Linked DNA regions of Mus musculus: region 2 is linked to region 1. The links are chromatin contacts, called in public targeted proximity ligation maps. All regions are on one chromosome and are shown on one strand. The core of a region is the stretch at or near the end of the contact, and the rest is flanking DNA. Distances in the headings are between cores, read along the strand shown. Region 1 has its middle 12 kb from the start of Ccdc88b. Region 2 overlaps Nrxn2 (neurexin II).

Evidence for each region.
Region 2: a contact with region 1 is called in a targeted proximity ligation map of bone marrow-derived macrophages, with 4 times the contacts expected there. A contact is called at or near these places in 9 of 39 promoter capture datasets (3T3-L1-derived adipocytes, the C10 cell line, cranial neural crest and 5 more) and 5 of 130 datasets of targeted methods (the NIH/3T3 cell line, VIP interneurons, bone marrow-derived macrophages and 2 more).

The regions. Positions count from the first base shown.
Region 1 is chr19:6,867,186-6,874,025 of GRCm38.p6, reverse strand. No RefSeq gene overlaps it. Among named protein-coding and RNA genes, the nearest start is that of Ccdc88b, 12 kb to the right of the region's middle.
Region 2 is chr19:6,456,187-6,463,026 of GRCm38.p6, reverse strand. All of the region lies in intron 6 of Nrxn2 (neurexin II), which reads right to left. Among named protein-coding and RNA genes, the nearest start is that of Gm52381, 38 kb to the left of the region's middle.

The DNA of each region.
Region 1 (6,840 bases), core at 3,171-5,670:
ATGCCACACATGCTTGGCAGGGACATCAGTTCCACAGGAGAGACGAAACCATCACAGAACACAACAAGTCTGGGATGGGGCTTGGGGTCCTCAGAGAAAGGGGAAGTCTTTTGTGAGAAGTGGGCAGTTGACAGAGTATAGTAGGGGTGAGAAAGAGGAGGGGGTCCTTGTGAAGTGGAGTGAGAGAGAGACAGAGAGAGAGAGAGGAATGGGAAAAGGACATAGAAGGGACAGAGGAGAGAAGAAGAAAGATCAGATTTGTGTATTACTCTTTTATATTACTTAACAAAATACCTTGCAGAAACAAAGGAAGATTTTTATCTACTTATTTAAATTTTATTTTTATTTTAAAGATCAGTTAATTTATTTTTAATTTTAAATGATTTATTTATTTTTATTTTTTATTTTCTGTGCACTGGTGTTTTGCCTGCATGTGTCTATGTGAGGGTGTCAGATTCCCTAGCACTGGAGTGACAGACAGTTGTGAGAGTCCATGTGGGTGCTGGGAATTGAACCCTGATCCTCTGGAAGAGCAGCCACTGCTCTTAACTGCTGAGCCATCTCTCCAGCCCCCAAGATTAATTTATTATTGTTATTATTATTATTATTTGGTTTTTCGAGACAAGGTTTCTCTGTATAGTCCTGGCTGTCCTGGAACTCACTTTGTAGACCAGGCTGGCCTCGAACTCAGAAATCTGCCTGCTTCTTCTTCCCGAGTGCTGGGATTAAAGGTGTGCGACACCACGCCCAGCTTAATTTATTATTTTTTATGTGTATAAGTATGCTTGTTCACCACCTGCATGCATGGCCTGTAGAGACCAGAAGAGAGCATGGGAGTTTCTGGAGGTGGAGTTACAGATGATTGTGAGCCACTATGTGGGTTCTGGGAATGGAACTCAGGTACTCTTATCAGAGAAGCCATTTGTTTTTGAGGCAGGATCTCACCTATCTCAAGCTGAACTTGTTATATAATTGAAGATGGTCTTGGACACCTGATGATTCTGCTTTCACTTCCCAAGTCTGGGATCATCAGAGCATGTGCCACCAGTCCCTGGTATATGCGGTGCTGGGACTTGAACCTAGACCATCATGCATGCTAGGCAAGTACTCTACCAACTGAGCCGCAGACTCAGCCCATGATTTCAGAGGGTTCTGTCCATTGTGTTGGGGGAATGCATGGTGGAGAAGCTGGATTCACATCATGGCAAAACAGGAAGCAGAGAGCAAGACAGGAAGCAGTCAAAATAATGCACACTCAGGACCTTCCCCTCTTCCCCTCGAGATCTTTTGTTAGCTGACAGGGTCCAGTTTCTTATTGTTTTCAGAACCAAAATAGAGCCCCATCTGGGATCCAAAACGTCAAGCCACAAGCTGTCGGGGGACATTTCAGATTAAAATCTTAGTAGTCAGAGTTGTTTCTTTCTTTCTTTTTTTTAAATTTATTTTTTTGTTTGTTTGTTTAGGGTTTCTCTGTGTGTCCTGGAGCTCACTCTGTAGATCAGGCTGGCCTCAAACTCAGAGGTCTGCCTGCTTCTACCTCCTGAGTGCTGGGATTAAAGGCATGTGCCACCATGCCTGGTAGAGGGGCCTTTTCTTCAGGGCTTTGAAGGTCACAGACAGAGCTTCCAGGGAGAGGCCATTGGAGAAGGCTCAGAAGGAGATGGAGGTCTGTGTCCTAGTGATGCCTAGAGCCTTGGGGAGAGTCAGGGAAGGTGCCCTAGAAGTGAGACTTTGGGGAGAACAGGAAGGAAGGTCTGGCTGATTGACAGGTGGTAGGCCTGGGCTGGGCTTCACTCCTTTCAGATGCAGCTGCAGCTGGCACTGGGTGGCACGCGAGTTGTTGGCACCTGGTAAGCTATGGGCAGAGCACTCACATTCCAGCTGGATCTGGCCTCCTACCTAGGCAGCATGGGTCACTGAGCATTTCTGAACCTGAACAGTTTCTCCCCCAGGTGGCTTGAAGGAGAGTCTCTGTGGAGCTGCCATCCAGCCCTCAAGGCTGTTTCATATTTTGAGTTTCTGAATCTGGGCCATGAACCACCTGAGTAGAGGGTGGGGAAGCACCCAGGCCACATCCCACCAGGGGGGACCCTAGGTCAATCAGCTAGAGAGGAACAGTTTCACTGTGGCTGAGGCTGCCTGGCCACGCCTCTGGCCCCAGTCACAGAGCCCCCCTCCTTCTGGCCTTCCTGTTGGATCATGGCTATGCAGAAATCTCAAAACCAGAAGAGAACTGAAGGCTGCAGCCTTTCCCAGCCTGGCCTTGTTCAGACCTAGTAGTGCGCCCAAGGAGGGCATAGTGGAGTCCACAATCCGTTTGTCTGTCTGATGGTCTCAGCTTCTTGCCCTTCTCTTGGGTCCCTCTGCTGGACAGCAATGTGAACTGAGCCCTTTTAAAATCTGCCACCAGTGGGAAGGGTGACACAAGCCTGTGACCCCAGCAATTAGCAACCTGAGGCAGGAGAATCTTGGCTCTGAAGCCAGTCCCAGCTATACAGTGATATCTTGTCCCAGACCAAGCCAAACCTGATAGATAACTCGTAGCTTGTTTGGTTGTTTGTTTTGGTTTCATTTTTGCCAGACAGGGTCTCTTCTGTGTAGCCCTGCCTGCCCTGGAGCTCACTCTATAGACCAGGTTGGCCTTGAATTCCCAAAGATCTGACTGCCTCTGCTTCCTGAGTGCTGGGTTAAAGGTGTGCGCCACCACCTTTGTATTTTGAAACAGAGTCTAGAACCTGCTAACTACAAAGCAGAGGCGGGGGTTGAGCTTGACATCATTCTACTTCAGCTTCCCCTGTGGCTGGGATTAGAAGTCTGTGCCACAGATCCCAGAGTTTTTAAAACAGAACTTCATGTAGCCCAGGCTGGCCTTGAAGTCCTTACGTAGATAAGGGTAAGCTTGAACTTCTGATCCTCCTTTTAGCTTTGGTCTTTGCTACATTGTGGGTTCTTTGGTCTTTGCTACATTGTGGGTTCTTTGGTCTTACTACATTGTGGGTTCTCTGGTCTTGCTACATTGTGGGTTCTTTTCCTCCCGCCCTTTATCTCCCACCACCCCGTTTCACTTCCTAACACTAGACAGGAGAGAAAAAAGGATAGAGAGAAGGGAGGAGTTAGGAAAATCCCTGAATCTAATTTCTTTCTTTTTGTTTCTTTCTTGACCATGACTATTAACAAGCTACAACCAACTTCCCTAAAATGACCACTAACCAGCAACCCACCTACGGGGACCCTAGCATTTATGTAACTTCTGAAAAGTCCCCAGAATTGTAGATATCACACAGTCACAGAAATTATCTGCTGGCAAAACTATGCTTCTGCTAGAGCACGAGGCAAATCATAATCAGCTATTGTGGACAGTTGAAGCATGCAGAGAGCTCTTGGTGCTGCTTCAAGGATATTGGCAAGAATATTTGACATTGGCTTAGGACAAGAAAGTGGGCTCAAGATAAATACAGCTGAGGAAAGTGTTCCTTTTATCTTGATCATCTCAAAAGTCTGGATACAATGATTGCGGGACTTTTGTTTATACCTTGTTTTTCCTTGACCAAGAACTGACCCTTTGTTTTGCATGTACTTAAGAGTGATATAAAAGCAGCTTGGGAAAAAATAAACCTGCTTTGGTGCTTGTTAGAGTTATACTATCATCGTGTCTAACTGTCTTTTCTTTCTTTAATCCTCGATCCCTCCCTGGAGACCTTGTTGACTGACTGAGTGGGCCGGGTCAGGTGGTTACCACAATGTGAGGGCTCAGTGAAGGACATCTCAGGAATTGGAAGCCAGTGCATAAGAAAATAAAGAAAATCTGGGCCAGTGGTGAGTAAACCCTGTGTAAGATGGGCAGGGTAATAGAATGCTTTTTGTACATATGCTCAGAGGCTAAAATCTAGAGGAGTGAAAATAAGTCAAAAACAGCTTACCCAGTTTCTGCTTTTTATAGAAATTTGTCCCTGGAGAGGCCCATTGGACACGCAGACTTTATGTGCCCCAGTACAGGGGAACGCCAGGGCCAAGAAGGGGGAGTGGGTGGGTAGGGGAGTGGGGGTGGGTGGGTATGGGGGACTTTTGGTATAGCATTGGAAGTGTAAATGAGCTAAATACCTAATAAAAAATGGAAAAAAAATAAATAAAAACTCAGAACTAAAAAAAAAAAAAAAAAAAAAGAAATTTGTCCCTGGTTCCCTGAGGAAGATATGATAAATTTACAGACATGGAAGAAAGCAGGAGAGAGGATGACAGGGTACTTACTATCCAACACATGGTCCTGAAAAAATTCCCATAGACAGAGAGAGTTTAGACGTGAGAGGGAGAAGTGGGTTTCAGTCACCCCCCTCCCGGAAGTGTTTCACGCTTTGGTGAAAGAGAAGGAAAGTGAAAGTAAGCTGTTCCCAGCGCTCTCCTAGGGTCAAGAGGAGGTCAGGAGACGTCCTGCCTGCTTCCTCTCTGCCTAGTCCTCTGGCTTCCTCTCTGCCTAGTCCTCTGGCTTCCTCTCTGCCTAGTCCTGGTTCTGGGTCCCTTTGGTGAGACATCTGGTTCTCTTCCCTCTTTGGCTAATGTCTATCTTTGGAGTGCCAGTCTGTCCATGCCTGTCAGTTTATGTCTGTGGTTTCATTTTGTTTCTTGATTGTTGCTCTGTGTTTCATAAACTTCTCTGTGAGGAAGCTGTTTCTCCTACAAAAATCTGACTGTGACTATTGGGTTTAGAAGGTGACAAGGTGTTCCTCTCTTGAAATTACAGCTAGAACTGGGTAGTGGTGGCACATGCCTTTAATCCCAGCACTTGGGAGGCAGAGGCAGGCGGATTTTTGAGTTCGAGGCCAGCCTAGTCTACAGAGTAAGTTCCAGGACAGTCAGGGCTACACAGAGAAACCATGTCTTGAAACAACAACAACAAAAGAAATTACAGCTAGAAAAAAAACTAAGAAAATTCTGTCTGTCTAACCTAAATATGTAAATATGGGTAGCTGCTACATGTTTTTTTTCTGACTGGTCCTAAATGTATAAATATGTTCTGCATGTGGTTACAGATTATTGGCTTATAAGTTATTGGGTATGGTTAAAATTTTGTAACATTGGCAACAGAAAGTTGGCTTAAAACTGGGAACTCAGGCTGGAGAGATGGCTCAGCGGTTAGAGTACCAACTGCTCTTCTGAAGGTCCTGAGTTCAAATCCCAGCAACCACATGGTGGCTCATAACCATCGTAATGAGATCTGATGCCCTCTTCTGGTGTGTCTGAAGACAGCTACAGTGTACTTACATATAACAATAAATTTCCTTAAAAAAAAAAAAGGAACAGTGTTTCTACTGGGGAAGGTCGTCAATAAATTAAAAACAAAACAACCCCCCCCCCCAAAAAAAAAACCTGGAAACTCAGGGTTGGAGTCATTTTGGGCAACAGAACACATGGCATGAGCCAACCCAGGGAAATATGTCTCTAAATTGGGATAATATGTAATTTCTTTTTTTAAATTGGGTATTTATTTCATTTACATTTCCAATGCTATCCCAAAAGTCCCCCACACGCTCCCCCACCCAATATGTAATTTCTGTCCTAGAAACCGGACTTATAAAAGATAGAATTTAAAACAATGTTTCTTTAATGAGGTATTAGAAGTTGCACTGTCATGCATTCATATACAAGAACTGGCACCAAACTTTGTAACATGAAAATAATGCACTTGGTATTGATTTTAGAGAGACTCGATTGTTTACACTGTTAAAAATTGGTTTTGTCTTCCAAAATTATGGTTATGCTCTGATATTGCAAAAGAAACTTTTAAAAATTATTGTTAAATATATATAAAGCTAATGGAACATTGGCAGTTTACAATTCAATCCCAAGCATTTTAATTCCCCTTCGGTTGTCTTCTTAATATGAACTTAAAGATACTTCCCACCATGCTAAAACCATCTCTGTTCAATCTGTAGATCCAGCCTTCTGGATCAAGCAAAAAATGTTCTGTGCCTTGTAATCCAAACCAATAGTTTTTACTAGGTCTCAGAGTCATGAGTCTACTCCTGTTGTCTACCAGACCCCTGTTTACTATATTTCTAACTCACATGTCTTCAAGGACAGAGAGACCACAGAGCTCTAAAAAATCAGTTACATAAAACAGAATTTATTTTGACCTTGGATGCTAAGGAAATCTCTGCTGCTGAGTGTTTATGGCACCTTACAACTCGGCATACTTATGTCTAGGTGAAATGGAAGGATCCACTTACCGGCATATGGCATGGTCCCCATTGGGGATTAACATGAAGAAGAGGGCATGTTAGTGTTTTTTCGAAGGATGCTGAAGGAGCTCGGTGGCTGCCAAAGCAATTGGTGAGACAAGCTGACGCTGGGACAAAGAATGATGCTGACTGTGAGCTTGCTGAGTGCCCTGACAGTGGTGACAGGGAAACTGTATTGGGCATATGTTCCTGACCCACCTTTGCTTGCCTATATCCCAGACTAGACGAGCTGCCTTGCCTCAAGCTTTTAGACTTCGTGGGACAGAGAATGTGGAGACTGTGGAAACTGCCTTCAAAAAAATTAATCAAATAGAGAGGTTAGAATGACCCTTCTCTTTCCTTTGATGTGTTCAGTTATTCTGACTCAATCACGGACTGGTCTGGAAATCAATTCAATATTCGAAAAAAGGAAAAGACGGTGGGTATTTGGAGGGCTGATTCTAGACATTTTCAAAGGCATATTTGAAAATTGACAGTTGCCTTGTATGATATTATGTTTGCTGTGGGTAAAAATGGAACAGGTTCTGGGGTTAAGATAAATGTGACATTCTGCTTTGTCCCACCTAATGGGAATGTTACCTTTGTTATTGGCTCTGAAAATGAG
Region 2 (6,840 bases), core at 2,052-4,551, 410 kb after region 1:
TAACCGGTTGGTGACAGGCCAGCTGGCTGGCAGGTTAAGAGAAGAGTGGGCAATGCCCCTAATCGCAGGACTGGCAAGGAGAGGAGGCGATTTCATTTGGAGTCCAAAGACAGCATGGAAGGGGACGTGGGTATCTGCTTTTCCTGGGGACGGAGAATGGGCAAACTGACCCAGGGATCATTGGGGGAGAGGGGCTCCCCCTTCCATTGTTTTTTTTTTCCTTGAGAACTGAAGAATGGGTCACCATCACAGTGAGGTTGGAGGGGGAAGCTAGCCTCCACAGGCTGCAGAGGGCTCATGATCACACCATCCCAAACCCTCCCCCCCCCCACTCCTCCCTGCCCCTCCCCTAGCCGACTCCCCCTGTCTACCTGCTTTGGCTTGTCCAGAGGCCCTATTAACCCCGTCCCAAATTCCCCTGGGTTCTTCAGCCACCCTCCCTGCTCTCTTATTTGCCAGTGAGTAGCTGAGTCTCCTGTAAGACCCTGGAACAGGCAATGGTCTCCCAGGAACCAGGCTCCTTCCATGGACACCCATAGACCCCTGAACCTCCACTTCTCACAACTAGAGCCAGAAATCCACTCCTCATCAACCCACAGAAAAAAAGGCACAGAGAAGCCCTGGGACCTCAGTGTCCCCCTATCTTCTCTGAACTATAAGCCACATTTCTTCTACGCCATCTCTAAGAGCACACCTCTAGGTATTTCTCCTCCATTCTCCTCCCCACTGCCAAAGACAATATCCACCTTCAGAATCCCATCTCCAGAGATGGAGTGGCCTGGTGCCCATTAAATACTAAGCAGCAGACTTGAGACTGTGATTAGGGGAGTGGTATTCTAGGGAACTGTTAGCTAAAGAGTTCTTGTAACCAGTGGCCACAGGAGTAATTGATTAAGACGATTAACAAGGGACTCATATAATTAAAAATAACAGAATTCAATACTTAGATGCTAGAAGTGCTGAGTAGCCAATATTAATTATTAGGTATGGGGAAGCAATTTACATAGCAAGAGAAGAGTCTAGCCCCATGTACAACGATTGGAGCAAGGTGGTAGCCTGTCACGTGACGTGAGGATTTGTACTGACAGCCAGCAGGACTGTCATGAAATGAAGAGGTCAGCTAGTCAGAGAAATCAACAATCAACCTCAGGGCAGCCAAACTGATGGTATCCCAAACCGATGGTACCCCAAACTGATGGAACTCCAAAGAGAGGACAGCCAAACTGATGGTACCCAAAGAGTTGCGTTGTCTGATGCCATCACAGCAGCTGAACAAGGTTGGGGTAAGGACACTACACGTAAAAATCCAAGAGCTGTTCTGACTTGTTATAGAAAATAACATAGGAGTAGAGAGCAGCATGCATACAGAAAGTTCCAGAGTTGCTGGACAGAACAGTAGGTTAAAGCCGGGACAGAGAAAGGGAAGATGCGAGTTCAAATCCCAGGCCTCCTACTAATTTGTCAAGAGATCCAGACTCTCCCAAGAAAGTGCAAGGTTGGGACAGATGAGAACAGAGCCCTCTCCACCTAGGAGTGGAAAATGCAGACCCTGATGGCAGTGGGTACCCACAGTTAAAGACTAGAATTGGAGCTTTCATTAGAGGCTCTTCCTGAGGTACGGTGGCCCACACAGAAAGGCCCAGATTAGAGAACTAGTGTTTCAATCCATCAAGTAAACCCTAATGCTTCATCCACTTCTAGAGCCCAGAAGCACAGGCATGGAGATGCCAGGAATGAGGAGGGCGTCCCAGCCAGAGGGGAGTGAGTCGTTAAAGCAAGAGGACTTGCTGTGGCTAAACAGCTTTGGAGAAAACTACATCCTATCTCTACCTTGACCTCTGAGTGCATTCCAGCCCCCTAAAGATGCCAAGAGGAGGGCTGCAGACTCCGTGCAAAAGTCTGCGCTGAGGACAGCCTGTGAGCCTGCACAAGCTCAGCATGGGATGAAGGAAAGGGCTCGCTCCTTGAGTCAAGAGGCTCAGAACGTTCACATGGTCGTGAGACTTGAGACTGTCCAGGACTATCAGAAGCCCAGACTACAGCCTCCGTGCATTCTGCATGGATAACAAGTCCCAAACACCTGCAGAAGCAAAGAAATGAAGTGGCTTTAATTCAGATTTCAAGTTCCAAGGCCTCCTAACTCCCACCCAGACAGGCTTGTCTTCTGGGTCTTATTTTTCTCATCAGAAAACTGGAGATCATGGCTCCCATTCTCAGAATTTTATAAAAATTCGGTAAAGCCAAGTGTGGGGGTGCAGGTCATTGATCCCAGCATTTAGGAGACTGAAGCAGATGGATCTCTTTGAGTTTGAGGCCAGCCTGAGTTACATAACAAGTTCAAGGTCAGCCAAAGCTACATAAGACCCTCTGTCTCTGTCTCTCTGTCTCTCTGTCTCTCTGTCTCTCTCTCTCTCACACACACACACACACACACACATACACACCACGAACTAGGTGATAAATGAGACTTTTGAACATGAAGCTACATTCCAGCGCAGTTTGAGAGACACCCTGACAGGATAGCACTGAACAGAGGCAGCACAAGCTAAGCTACATGAGGCAGATCTGAGCTCTTTCAGGAAGACAGGAGGTATTCAGGCATTGTTTTTGTTTGAAACAGAGTCTCCATACAGAGCCCAGGCTGGCCTCCAACTTATGGCAATCCTTCTGCCTCAGCCTCCAGACTTTGAGAATTGCAGGGGTGTACCACAATACCCAGTGACAGCACTCACATGAAGTAGTTGACCTGCCTATGTCGGTCATGAGTCCTCACTTCCAAAATCTGTTCAATTGGGTTTAAAGAGGAGACCAAATGGATAGGCTGGGTATTTAACACTGTGATAGAGCACCTGTCTAGCCTGTGCAAGGCCTCAGACTCTATCCTCATACCGTCCTTAAAGAGGGAAATGCTTCCTGAAGGAAACCAGATGAACCAGGGGGAGAGAGACTTAGAAGAACAACTAATAGGCTCAATAGTTGCTGGTATTAAACCTTCAATTTGCTTACAACCTGGATGTAGAGATAAATAGTCACAAATATTAGCACACAGGTAAGATGTGAGAGGACCCAATACAAGTTTTCATGGACTCGACACAGGAAAGACGAGAGCTGGCTTTGGGATGGACCACGGGGAGCTTGAGCCATTTCAGTTGAAGAACTCAGAAGAAGAAGAAGCAAGCTAATGATCATGGCAGCAGGAGCCCTTCAGCACCCACATCGTGCCAGGCAATGAGTGTCTATAAATCCACTACCACTCAGTTAGTCATCAGCCGTTCCTTCCCACTTGGTCTATGGGGAACTGAAGCTCGGGGGTTGCATAACTCGCCTAACAACTCTCTGACTCAAATCTTAGACTTGGCCAACAGAGAGTGAATGGGTGGCCTGTTTGGGAGAGCTGTGGAAAGCTCCCCACAGGAAGAACAAGGAAAGGCAGTGTAGACAGGTCTGGAAAGTTACAAATCCGGGATCTAAGACAGGCTGTGTGCTATGAGGGACAGGAGGCAAGAGAATAGGAACTCCAAATGTGTTGGGGACTCTATCATTGAGTGGGTGCTTCACTCAGTACATAGGGGACTTAATCCTGGAGATTCCACCCATGGAGCACTGCATCCCAGAGGACCCCATCCTTCAGGACTGCATCCTTGGAGTCTGCATCATTAGTGCATCCTAGAATTTCCATCCTTGAGGACTCTATTTTGGGAGATCCCATTCTTGAGGTCTCCATCTTTGAAGACTCCATCCTTGAGAACTGGAAGATTCCATTTTTCAGGGCTCCATCCTTGAAGACTTCCTCTTTGAGAACTCCATCCTTACAGGTATTCTATCTGAGGACTCCATCTTGGATGACTGCAGCCTTGGAGACGCCATCCTTCAGGAGTCTACCCAGGGTCATCCTATTATTATAGACTCTGTCCCATGGGGACTGATCCTTGATGAACTCCACTCTCGAGACCCAGAAGAAAATCTGAAAGTGTCTGTACTGAGAAAAGGCACCATCTGAGCTGAGCAAGAGAAACACCAGGTGATGTTTTGGTAGCCAGTTTGTCTTTCAATTTGGTGTTGGCTAAAGATAAATGGATTTGCGTATTCTTATGTGGTGGTTGGAAGTATATGGCGGTATGAAAATTGAGTGAGTCTAGGATTAAAAACTAGGCTTCAAGAAACCCTCAGGGGTAATCAGTTGTCCCCCAAGAGGACTACCTATCAAAATAGCCTCAAGAACATGTTGTGTCACTAAAGACTCCTCTGGTCCCAGTTGCTGTGTTCCAGGGATGATCATCTCAACCAGGAGCTTTTGGAGCGAGCCTTCGGCCCACTCCCATAATTAACGGGGGCTGATTTGGAAGCAGGTCACTCCAGAAAGCCACCTCCCCAGCCACTCGAGTCACACAAGGAAAATAAGGAACCTGTAGCACTCTGGATTCTGGCCATCTTCATGTCATTTCTGCTTCCTTTGCGCCCCCACACTGTATTAAGGATGGAATCAGGACCTTGTGCATGTGAGATCAGTATCTGTCACTGAACCACACACCCCCATCCTGATGTCATTTCTTACATCAAATCCCTGAACTACTCCCTACTGACAGAACTCTGGGGAGGCTGAGCATTGTTGAAAGCCACCTCACCCTCTATCACCGGTGTGAATAGAGCAGGATTCTTCAAATCCTGGGATGTCATCTGGGCTGTCTACACCGTTGGGTGAATATGTAGAGTGCCTTCCTAGAGGCACCTCTGATGTGTGAGGTCAGATGGTTTCTGTTGTGGGGCAGTATTACAGACTAGAGTGATTACTCACTCCTGGCCTCTGCCTACTAAACGCCAGTAGCACTCCTTGAGTTAAGACAATCCAAGAGTTCCAGACATTGGCACAGTGTGAAGGGGTGATGACGAGATACTGCTGGAGCAACAGGAATGGAGATGTTTCTCTTGAAAGTCTCAGAAAACACAGATAAAGGGCTTGGCATTGACGAGGCCCTGGGCGAGGGCAGCAGCTCCCGAGCAGGGCCTTAGGGCTAAGCAGAGAATTCCCCAAATGTGCTTCCGGCATCTCTTGCCCATGGGTTCTGGAGTGAAAGAAATTCCTCAGAAGCCCTTTGGAGAAAGAGGGCTCTTCATCGAGATCCTTAAGCAGACGTCCTCTGTGGCCCAACCTCCCTGCCTTTGGGTCCACATGATCTGCCCATACTCTGAGCCATCCTATAGAACAATCCAGGAGAAAAGAATTTCCATCTATTATCAACTTGCACCCATGACTCTACATGTCCCAGAAAGAGATGAACACGGGCCACTCTACTCTGTGTCCTGACGTCATGTGTCACTGCATCCGTGAGGGTGGCTCACCTTTCCTTCCTCCGGGAAATCTTCCCAGTTCCCATAGTTGCTTCTGGGGTACACTGGGCAGGTGTGTGGCCTTATTCTAATCATTTTTTAATTTGTTCATTTATTTATGTCTTCATTTATGTTTGCATGTCTGTGGTATGATTGCACATGTATGTGGGCATGAGTGTACACGGTTCACGTGTGAACTCATGTGGAGTCTTGAAGGTATCACTGGATGAGACTAGATGCTTCCTTAGCCACTCCCCTCTGTTGAATAAAGTTTCTCACTAAGCCCAGCGCTTGACAATTCTGGATATTCTAGCTAGTCAGACTGCCCAAGGGACCCCCTGTGTCTACCTCCCAAGTGCTGGGATTGCAGGTGGCTACCATGACTGCCCTGTTTTGGCGGTTTTTGGTTTGGTTTGATTTTTCGAGACAGGGTTTCTCTGTGTGTAGCCCTGGCTGTCCTGGAACTCACTCTGTAGACCAGGCTGGCCTTGAACTCAGAAATCTGCCTGCCTCTGCCTCCCAAGTGCTGGGATTAAAGGCATGCGCCACCACGCCCGGCGACTGCCCTGTTCTTACAAGGGTTCTGGGGAGCTGAACTCTGACTGACCCTCACACTTGTGTGATCAGTATTTTTTTTCCCTGTTCTGTTTATTTGGGACAATTCCATCGGTCTCAGGAGATTCCAGAGCAGGGAGCGTGTCCTTCACTCTGAATCCAGGATAGCTCACCCTAATTTTTGGCCAAATAGCACGTGGATGAAGATTGTGGGCTTGCAGTGCCTTGCAGAAGATAGCAGCAGCTGACAGCTCTAGTCCTAGGAACAGCAAAAAAAAGGGGTGGGGGGGAGCAAAAGGCACCAAAAGAAGCTTGCCTGAATTACCCCCCAAATGTGTTTGACACCTGACTGTATCACAGAGGCACTGAGCACACTCACCGGCTCCAATGGGGATAACACTCAAAAGGTGCTCGGACTGGGGAATGGGGTGATAGGACATGGGTGTGGGGAGCTGCATGGAAGAGGAGTGACTATGCAGAGCACAGGAAGGGGGAGCACTAAGAAGAGCGCATCGGCACAGACCCGCAACAGGCTGCTGCAGGCTTCCGGAAGGAACTGGGCAGTTAGTCTCTCCACTGTCTCAGCAAGGGGAATCTCCATTAGATCACCCCCAGGTGATGTTAAATGAGAGCAGGGGAGAGGAACAGAAGGTCAGCCAGAATCTCTGAGACCCACTGAGGGGCTTCCAGTGGGAGAAAGGAGAAAAGGGGAAGAATGTCAATAGTTAGAGACAGGAAGTCCAAAGACAATCCACAAGCAAGAGACAAGCCACCAAGCCCTCCGATAGCACCTCCACAGGCAGAACTGCTTGGTTTTCTTGGTTACATTTAGCAGTGGAAAGATGAAGCTTGCTGCCTGTTGACTACAAGACTGGAGACCCAAGAGAATGGAGAACTGGGCCCCCAAGCACCCTTCAAGTAAGTGGGTCACTGTGGAGAAGGGGAGACAGGAGTCCC